2 separate regions of the Sus scrofa genome follow, and region 2 is linked to region 1. Evidence: chromatin contacts called from public HiChIP or PLAC-seq data. All regions are on one chromosome and are shown on one strand. Each heading gives the region's core, a stretch centred on a gene start, on an enhancer-like site or on the middle of the called end of the contact. The rest is flanking DNA. Distances are from core to core; before and after follow the strand shown.

Region 1 (4,934 bases), core at 711-3,210:
AGTGGTTAAGTGAAAGATGTCACATGTCTTTAAGAAGATGCAGTATGTACACGTAGCACAAGGACAGATGAGACAGAACTATTACTTATGGGAATGGGGTCCTGTGAAAGGCCCTGGGCTTGATCTATCCAGTGCTGTGTCTGATTGATTGACAGGAGTTGTTCGTAGTTCTTGGTGACATGTTGGGTGAAAGAATAGTTTTAAATTTTTTTATATGTAATAGCTATAGATTCAGACTGTGTTGTGACAACAGAATAAGTGTTTGCAGGATCAGCAAGATTGATGTTAACTTGAGCAAACCCTCAAGTATTAAATGATACCAGTAATGAGGACTGTCAAAATGAAAATGTTGTGTATTGTGGAAACTGCCTGAGGAGAAAGGGAATGAGCCTGTGTGTGTGCCTGGGATTCCAAGCAGTTAGAATTTATTTAATAAGAATAGCATCAGCACTTACAGAAAATATGCTTACAAAATTGAAATGCTCTTTTCACTTTACAAATATGCGTGTAACACACACACACAAATACAAATAAATGATTGTTTTAGTGAGAGAAAGGAAGAGCCAAACCAGCCTCATTAGTAGGTTCTATCATACTGTTTCTCCTTTTTGTTGGTCCTCAACCCAACGTGTAGTTACTCTGAGAGGTTTATAGATGAGAAACTTTTTGGGAGACTTGTAAATAAATGTGAAGATTTTCTCAGGAACATAAAATCCCTATGTTAATATGTGATAAAAATTTTACCACTGGCTTATTAGTTCCCATATGAGGCAGAGATTTGGCCTTTATCTACCATTCATCTCTGTGCAGCATAAGTATACATTCTGTCCGTATTGGAGACAGGTAATTTCACTTGAAGAAATGGTAACATAGGAATATATTTAACTTCATATTACCCAGTGCTGTGACTCTGAGCCATTTTAAGACTAGTGTGTATCATTTACATAGCATTTCACATGTGTCACCCACTTCTCAAATCTCAAAGGCTTTTCCTAGAAAATAAGGTGACCTCATTGGTCACAGATTTGAAATGTAGGGGCAGAAACGAGAGAATATCAAAGCGCATGGCTAACGAAATCAGCAATTTAAACATTTCCTTCATGCTTGACATAAAAGGAGGGGGATGGGTTACGTACAGTTTCTGACATGCAACATACTTGCAGTTCATTCTCTCTCACTCAGGAAAGCTTGTCCGAGTGCAAGTGAGTGAGAGTGAATTTTATAGAGAATTTACTCTCGGTGTATTTTTTCTATTGAAATCATTTTCTAATGTTGCAACTAAATTACCTGTGGCATGCTTCCCAGGTGGCACCATATCCTAGCGAAGAACCTTTTCTAGGCTCTGCACAGGGGCTTCTCACCTGCAGCCATGTGGGAATTACATCTGTGTAGAGTTGTGTACAGTTTCTGAGAGGGAAATGATAGGAAAGTTTGGCAGAAAAAACTTACTGGGAGGTGTTATTGCCTAACTCTGCTGTCATCTTGGTTGTGATATAAAATGGTGAGGTGTCATTGCCACTTTCTCTTGCCCACGTCCATTGTTGGGGCTGGATGACATGGCTCGATGAAATACAGAGGTCAGACATGGCCCTCTGCTTGAAATGCTGGGTCAGTGGCCTCTCAGTCATGAATGACCAGGTCACATCGTACAGATCTGTGGGGATTGACCAGGTACTTTAAATCCTGCCAAATGTCAGAAAAAAATAGAGTAGTAAAGCTGAGACATTTCCCGAAAGCCAGAAAAATCCTTGACTTCCAAAGGTGTATCAGGTGTCCCCATGACCACCCTCAGCCTCGGTGGATTCACTAGGCCGCACAGAACTCAGAAGTTGTTATACTTACACTTACAGTTTATTCTAGGAAAAGGATACAGGATAAAATTAGTGAAGGCACACGAGGCAAGTCCTGAGGAAACCAGGCACAAGCTTCCAAGAGCTCTCTCCCAGTGGAGTCATGTGAGATACAGTTACCCAGCAGTGAGGTATGACAACACATGAAGTGTTGCCAGCCAGAGAAGCTTGCTCAGGCTCGAGTGTCCAGGGTTTTTATTGGGATCAAGCATGTAGCACCTGCACGACTGACCTTGGTTATTCACGCTCTTCCCCTCCCCAGAGAAAAAGCAGATGTTCACCGTAAATCACATTGTTACCATAAACCATCTGGACAAACTGGTATAGTATGGCCCAAAGCCTCAGGTGTGCAGATACACTCTTATCTGACAGAATATTCCAAGAAGCCAGACAAGGACCCATCCCGAAAACATGCCTTTCTTGGGCATTTTCAGGGTTTGAATAACCCAGGCCTACTGAATCAACTTATTCCTTCACAGAAAGATTATGGTGGAAGGAAGTTTCTAGAATCCAGAAGGCAGGGAGTGCCCCCGGACTGTAGAAAGGTCCTCTCCTTCAAATACGCGTAGGGCTATTAGAACATTACAAATACAAAACATTGAGGACTGAATTGAGAGCTCTTGGTTTTCTTAATATCAGCAAGTTAATTTTAGGAAAAGGGAACTACTTTTGTACCTAAAGCTAAGACTGAGGTTGGAAAAGTACGGATCATCTGAGATGACCCTTCTCACTTCTCTCACTAGAAAAGTGCTATTTTCTCTTGATGTTACTTAGAGAATAAAACAAGTCTCCTTTTATAAATAATGTTTAGAGGAGTAGAAAGAAAAGTGCTGCAAGCAGTAGGGAACATGCTTTATAGTTTTGTGAGATTTTGACCAAACCAAAATAAAACAAAACAAGAAAACATCTGGAGACCTTCGAATGTAAGTTATTGGAGACCAGAGACCATGCTTTTATTCATTTTTATAGATTTCATTATTTATCATAAGTACCCTAACACCTATTGTATAGGAGGTCCTCAGTGTTTAACTTGAATGTTTGAATGTGCTTGAAGATACATGTGGGAGGAAGATATGTCATGGGAAATAGTGGATTTATCCGGGTATCCCTAAATCTTTCTCTAATCCTGATCTCTTACCTAATATTTAAACTTGAATTTCCAGCTACCTGGTGATCATCTCCCCACAAATCTAGGATTTCTGGATGTATACTTAACGCCAACCCACTGAGTTGTGTACATTAAATATGTACAGATTTTTCGTATGACAATCATATCTCAATAAAGTGGTTTGAAAGAAAAATGAAACCAAACATTTCTAATACCAAATTTATATTCTCTCTTCAAAGCTGCTCTTCTTTCCATAGTCCTTATCTTGGATAAGAACACCATCTTCAGTAGCCCCTTCTCATGCCAGTCAGTAGCTCTAATATTCACGTGATTATTGTATTGGCTCTGCCTTCACGGCAGATCCCTTCATATGTATCCCTGCTTCCATGTACCACTCAGATTTCATTACTACTCGATGGCATAGTTTAAATAATCTCTCTGTCTCCAGTCTGTCCTCCTGGGGCTTGAGAACACATGGTCTTGAATGACTTGATTTTTTCTTTTTTTCTTTTTGGGCCACCCACAGCACATGAGGTTCCCCGGCCAGGGGTCAGATCCAAGCACTAGCTGCAGCAACACCGGATCCTTAACCCACTCTCCAGAGCCAGGGATCTAACCTCGTGGGTACTAGTTCGTTTTCTCTGAGCCACAATGGGAACTCCTTAACCTCTCAGTATTTAATAGTTATTTTTAATTCTTTTATTTATCACCTTTATAATTTTAAACAATGTAATACAGTAACATTTTGGGGAACTTGTCTTTATTTTTGGTGTTCTAAAATTTCACAAGTTTTGTTTTCATTCTGGTTGTATTTGGTGGGCCCTTTTCATTTGTGACTTTCTGCAGCTGTGGAAATTTTTCTTCAATTATTTCTTTAATAATTTCCTTGCCTTGCTTTCCTTTCCTTTCCTTTCCTTTCCTTTCCTTTCCTTTCCTTTCCTTTCCTTTCCTTTCCTTTCCTTTCCTTTCCTTTTCTTTTGTTTGTCTTTTTAGAGCTGCACCTGTGGGATATGGAGGTTCCCAGGTCAAATCAGCGCTGTAGGTGCCTGGCGTACCCACAGGCAGATCCCAGCCACGTCTGTGACCTACACTACAGCTTACGGCAGCGCCGGATCCTCAACCCACTGAGAGATAGTTCCAGGCCAGGGATAGAGTCTGTGTCCTCATGGGTACTAGTCAGATTCATTTCTGCTGAGCCACAACCAGAACTCTTCCTTTATTTTCTTTATTCTTTCTACTGAAGATCTTTTGTTAATCAGATTTTAAGCCTACTAGAATGATCCTTTGAATCTCTTCCTTTTTTTCAAATGGCTTCTGATTCTTTGGTATTTTTGTTTGTTTTGGGTTTTTGTTTGTTCTCTACATTCAGGATATCTTCCTTTACTTTTTGTTGCAGCTCTTTTATTGAACTTTTTTTCAAAGTCATATTTTAATGTCTAATGGCTCGTTTTTGTTTTCTGATTATCCTTTTCATAGCTTCCTGGTTTTTTAAGAGCATTGTCACAATTATTATAAATTTAGAGGGTAAAAAAATTGAGATATCAATTGAATAAAAAATTGTTCTAACTTTTTATTTTTAAATAGTACAGCTCCATAAGAAATTGCAGCGAAATGCCCAGACAGGCCACTGTTAACACCTTGTATAACTATCATATAATGTGAAAAGCAGAAAATTGGCGTTGGTATAATCCATGGAGTTTATTCAGATTTTACCAGTATTAATTTGTGTGTGTGTGTGTGTCTCCAATTCCATACAATGTGTAGCTTTTTGTAAGTACTACCATCACCATCATGATACTTAATTGCAACATTTTCCTTGTGTTACCCCTTTATAACAAATCTCCTTCCTCACACCCTTCCTTAACCCCCGGGGACCACTCATCTGTCTTCCATTTTTATAGTTTTGTTATTTCACAAATGTTCTATAAATGGGAGAACACATCGTATAACCTTTGAGGAATGTCTTTTTTTCACTC
Region 2 (4,694 bases), core at 1,501-4,000, 170 kb before region 1:
CATTTAAGTTTACTGGCAGAATGTGTGCTGCTTGAGGATGCTGTAAACTGTCACTCAGATTAAAAGTCAAAGCAGGTTCTTGTAATTCAGGTGAAGTGCCTAGGCAAACAAGCTTGATTTATAAGTGTATACTGCAATCTAAGCCCATGAAAAGGTAACCAGTAACAGTTAAAAATGTCATTACAATTCTGTCGATTACTGACAAAGATTGAAAGTAATCTTCAGGTGATTAAGAACCACTATTTGCGGTTTATTAATACATGGAAAACACTATATAATAGAAGCAAAACATGAAATTCTATTTTCATTATTACACAGTCAGTAAGAACGGCGTATCTTAGTCCAAATACTGTTTTAAAATGAAATTATATTCTAGAGTTCTATTAATGAAAATATTCAATTGCAAAATCGTGTCAAAAAAGCCGAGTGTCAAAAACTTTTATTCCATTTCTGCAGAAAATACATTATTGCCTTGTTTATCATCAGCAGTATGCAACCCTGGATATCAGATTAAGAACATATCTATATTCAGAAAGTAGGTATGATGAAACATCAAACCATGCAACATAATCTGCTACTAAATGTCATATCAGTCTCCTGGGTAAAAGACAGTCTAAAGTTTTAGATATCTGATGACCCAATTTATATCTTTACAGTTATCCCAAGGATATTTCATTAGTTTACTTGATAGTAGCAGAAAAGACTCAACCGTCCCTTTTTATTTTCTGAAATATATGGGGGGCCAGGGTGAGGAAGGAGGTCTGCATTTGCTCTGAAGCTGCTCAGAGCAAATACACTGCTAACTGCCAAAGCACGAACTGATACGAGCTGTTAATAGTTGTTGAAATGTGTGTGCTGTTTTCTTCTCCAAGAGTAGCAAGAGGGAGGGAAGAAGAAGGGAAGAAGCAAAGAGGGGAAAGGAGACTGACAGACCATCTGACATCTATCAGGATGAGAAAGGAGACATCAATTTCAAAGTGTGACCAAGTGAAGAAAAAGTCCAGGAACTATGAGACTGAATAAAATGAGGGTTTGACTTTAGGATGTGAGTGTGAGATCAGGGTCAGCCTCGAACTCAATGATTATAATGTGTTCTTCCTGGAGAAAGACTGTAGGTGACTGGGTTTACGTAGGATTTGGATCTGAATGTGATAGAATGAGAGGCTGTTTGTGATGAGGTACCATGGGTAGGGAGGGAAGCTGGATGCAGAATGGGTGGACATAAAATCGCAAGATCAGTAAGTGGACTGGAGTCTCAACAAGGTTCAAGAAGTGTTGCATGGGAGGCCCTTGAGCAGGCAGCCTAGGATAGGAGCTGTGGTAGGAGAGTGGGATATCTGATTATTGATTTTGGGTATAGTTTATTTGCTGGTACCTGCAAGGTACAGGGAGTGAACTGAGGTGCCTGAGGTGAGGAGGTCATGGTGCTGGGCTAGGTCATTGCTGTGGACGATGAAATCATCTAAAATGATGGCAGGAGTCAGATAACTGCCTGGGAGGCATTATGTCTCCAGTAAACTATGAAACCTGTATGTGTTAGTAATGAAAAATGGAAGACGGAAGGTGGCAGAAGCCTCAGAGGAGTAGGAGATTTGCCTAAATATAGAGCAGAAATAGTTCATAAGAGTAATTTGCCTCCCAGGGGGATATTTGGCGACATGAAGAGACATTTTTGGTTACTACCGCTGTTTAGAGGGTAGAGGCAGGGGCTACTGCTAAGCTTCTTACAAAGCACATGACAGCTCCCTACAGCAAAGAATTATCCAGCTCAAAATGTCAATAATGCCATGGCCGAGAAGCTCTTAGGTAGACTTAACAACATAAGCAAAGGCCTGGAAATGAGGAAAACTGGAGGCTGCTCAGGAAAAAGCCAAGTTTAGCTCAACTGTAGTGTAGGATTACCAGCAGAGGAAGTCAGAAGATAAAGTGGGAAAGGAGGCAAGGGTCCCACTATCTTCAGGCTAAGAGACCAGCATCTAATTTAAAGGACAAAGAGACACACTGAAGACCTCTGGGCAAAGAAATGACACGAAGCTTTACATATGATTGGAGCCTTATCAATAATTTGCCTTTTCAGTTTTCAAGCACTTTTAAGCAGCAGTTCATCACTCACTTCACTGATGTCTCATCTCCTTAACAACAGTAAGGCCCTGGATAAGAGACATCAGGTCCCAGAGTTGACGAGGTACACAGAGTCTGCTAGCCTGAAATTCAGACTTTTAGCTACACTGCTTTGCCACACACACTGTTCAACTACTAAAGACAGAGAAAACATGAAAAACTTTAATTTCCTCTCCTCTCTCTTCATTCCCAGTGTCTATTTAGAGGTGCTAGGGAACAAAGAAACGGCAGGAAGAATGACACAGGAAAAGAAAGAAAATGCTTTGAATTAATAATATAAGAAGTATTTAAATACTTCCTGAAAAAGCAGAGTGTAAACTGTACCACTCAATTTTGGAAATATTCATGAACGCTAAAACACCTATCACTAACCTATCACTAAACTTCTTCAATCATTTTAACTTCTCCTCTTCAAGAAGGAAATCATTACTAACTCAAGCTTACACTTTCACACTATTTTTTTAAGCTGATTATTCAGCTTATTTCAGTTAGCAGTTGCTTTCTATAATGATAATATAAACAAGTCAATCTATTTCTGAGAAAATACTTGATTCAGGTTGCCTTTCCTGTTCCTCTCCCTGGAAATAAATTAGACACCAACCAAGGTCACCAAGGCAATAATGCCCCCAAATAAATCAGATCCTTTCTGACAGGTAAAAGAATTTAATCTGCTGGCAGGCAGGCAGGCAGGCAGGCAGGCAGGCAGGCAGGCATTCTATTCAGAATGATAACCATAATACCAAAGTGTCACTTATTCCCTCTCCAGTGCACCAAATGGAGCCCTAGTGACATTAAAGAGCTAATATGATTTCAATGTTGCTCTTTCTATACTCATGGAAAGCTTATTTACCAGACAATGTTTTACTGAACATTGATCAGAGAGAGAAGCTCACTTCTCCAAACCACATGCCTGGATAGGCTAGATAAAACCCACCATGGGAAGAACCTTCCAAATCAAGAGAGAGAGAGCTTCTCTCCCTCTACTCTTAATCAGCTAAGTGTTTCCCTTGCTTCACAGATCAAATTTAGAGGTGTAGGGCTACTCTGACAAACTGCAGAGAGTATAAGAAATGTTACCAAGGGGCAAGTACACTAATTGGTATCATTTATTAACAGATTCAGTGAAAATGAGATAACGGGTAAATGGCGCAATACTATTAAGTGGATTTTAACTGAGAGCTGTATTTTGTTTTCCTTCTTTAAGAAAAAACACTTTGAGATATACCTCAGTAGACAGTTGCCATCAGAAAGAGTTCTGAAACCTCACATTCCCTCCATCTGTTATCAGCTATAATAAAGCCCCCTTCTACTTCATGTAGCATACATTTATAAGGTGCATTTTTAATACACTTTACATAGGCTCATGGTTTCCTATAACAAGTATAGATTTTGTTTTACCTCATGTGACAGTTGTATTTTTATCCAAATGGGAAGTTATCTTTTTTTTTTACTATTTCCAGGGGCTGAAGGCCACATATAATAGTATGCCTTGTGTCTCTTGATATTAATTAAGCAATCTCTGTCAGTGGGGTCAGGTAGTTCTCTATGTAATTGTGCTTTCATTGTCAAAAAAGAATACAGTGATTATCAGGTGGCTTTTTAGTTCTACATGTTCATGTATTAGAATGGAATGAAGTCACAGCTAACTTTATGTGCTATACTACAGGCATTGTGCTAGATACTTTGCATATGTTCTCTAATTTTATTCCTTGACCTACAAGGTTAACACTCTCATTTTTACAGATGAGAAGTCTGAAGCTTAGCCAAAATAATTTGTTTCAGCTGGCCAGTGGTAGAGCCAGGGGAATCTGGATCCAATGGATTCCAAACTCTGCGGTCTTAACAACAGCGGCACACTGTCTTCCCTAGCAACTGGCTTTCTTTCATTTTCATTCCTTCCTTAGTCATTCAAATAGGTATCACTAGGCACCAGAATGGTGTCAAGAACAGGGGCTAAAATGGTGAACAGAGCAGACAGTCATTCTCCTTAACAGGCTGACATTCTACTAGAAGAAAAAGTGGACGAGTCATTATAATAGAGCGGTAGCCATTACACTGGGGGTCAAAGCAAGCTTCTCAGAAAAAAGAGAGGTCTCAGCTGAGAGCTAAGGGATATGTACAAGTCAGCTAGGTGAAACAAGGGCTGGAGCAATTCAGAGTATCTTAGGCCTGAAGCATAAAAAGATGGAGGTTAGTAAGAGTTAAGGCTGAAGAACTGGGCAGAAACCAGAACAGGAAGGCCCTTGTGTGCCAGAAGGGAGTGGTAATCAAAAGGCACTAAGATACTTTAATAAGCACGTGATAAGATCAAACTTCTATTGTAGATGTCAGAATGCTACCTGAAGACTGGACTTGAAGAGGAGGGCACTGGTGGCTAGGAGACCAGTCAGGAGACTCTCATGGTCAAGAGAGCAAGATAAAATAGTGCTGTAACCCTGGGTAGCTGAAGTAGTGGTTGTTTGTTAGGAGGCATAATCACAAAGGTTTGGGAACTGACTGGGTGTGAGGCGTGAGAAAGGAGGGGAACAAGAATGGTTCTTGTAAATGGCTTGGTAACTAAGGAGATGTTGTCA

The links. HiChIP or PLAC-seq counts read pairs in DNA pulled down with a chosen protein or histone mark.
Region 2: a contact with region 1 is called in an H3K27ac HiChIP or PLAC-seq map of skeletal muscle, with 2.1 times the contacts expected there. The contact joins two enhancer-like sites. A contact is called at or near these places in 2 of 47 Hi-C or Micro-C datasets (epiblast stem cells and skeletal muscle) and 1 of 2 datasets of contacts at active chromatin or transcription factors (skeletal muscle).

Annotation. Positions count from the first base shown.
Region 1 is chr6:37,071,792-37,076,725 of Sscrofa11.1, reverse strand. All of the region lies in intron 15 of PHKB (phosphorylase b kinase regulatory subunit beta), which reads left to right. Among named protein-coding and RNA genes, the nearest start is that of PHKB, 120 kb to the left of the region's middle. Within about 2 kb of position 1,960, at least 2 of the 83 cell types and tissues checked have an H3K27ac peak or open chromatin away from gene starts, as enhancers often do. A contact at or near this core is called in skeletal muscle, where this site is marked.
Region 2 is chr6:37,241,602-37,246,295 of Sscrofa11.1, reverse strand. All of the region lies in intron 6 of ITFG1 (T-cell immunomodulatory protein), which reads right to left. Among named protein-coding and RNA genes, the nearest start is that of ITFG1, 50 kb to the right of the region's middle. Within about 2 kb of position 2,750, at least 3 of the 83 cell types and tissues checked have an H3K27ac peak or open chromatin away from gene starts, as enhancers often do. A contact at or near this core is called in skeletal muscle, where this site is marked.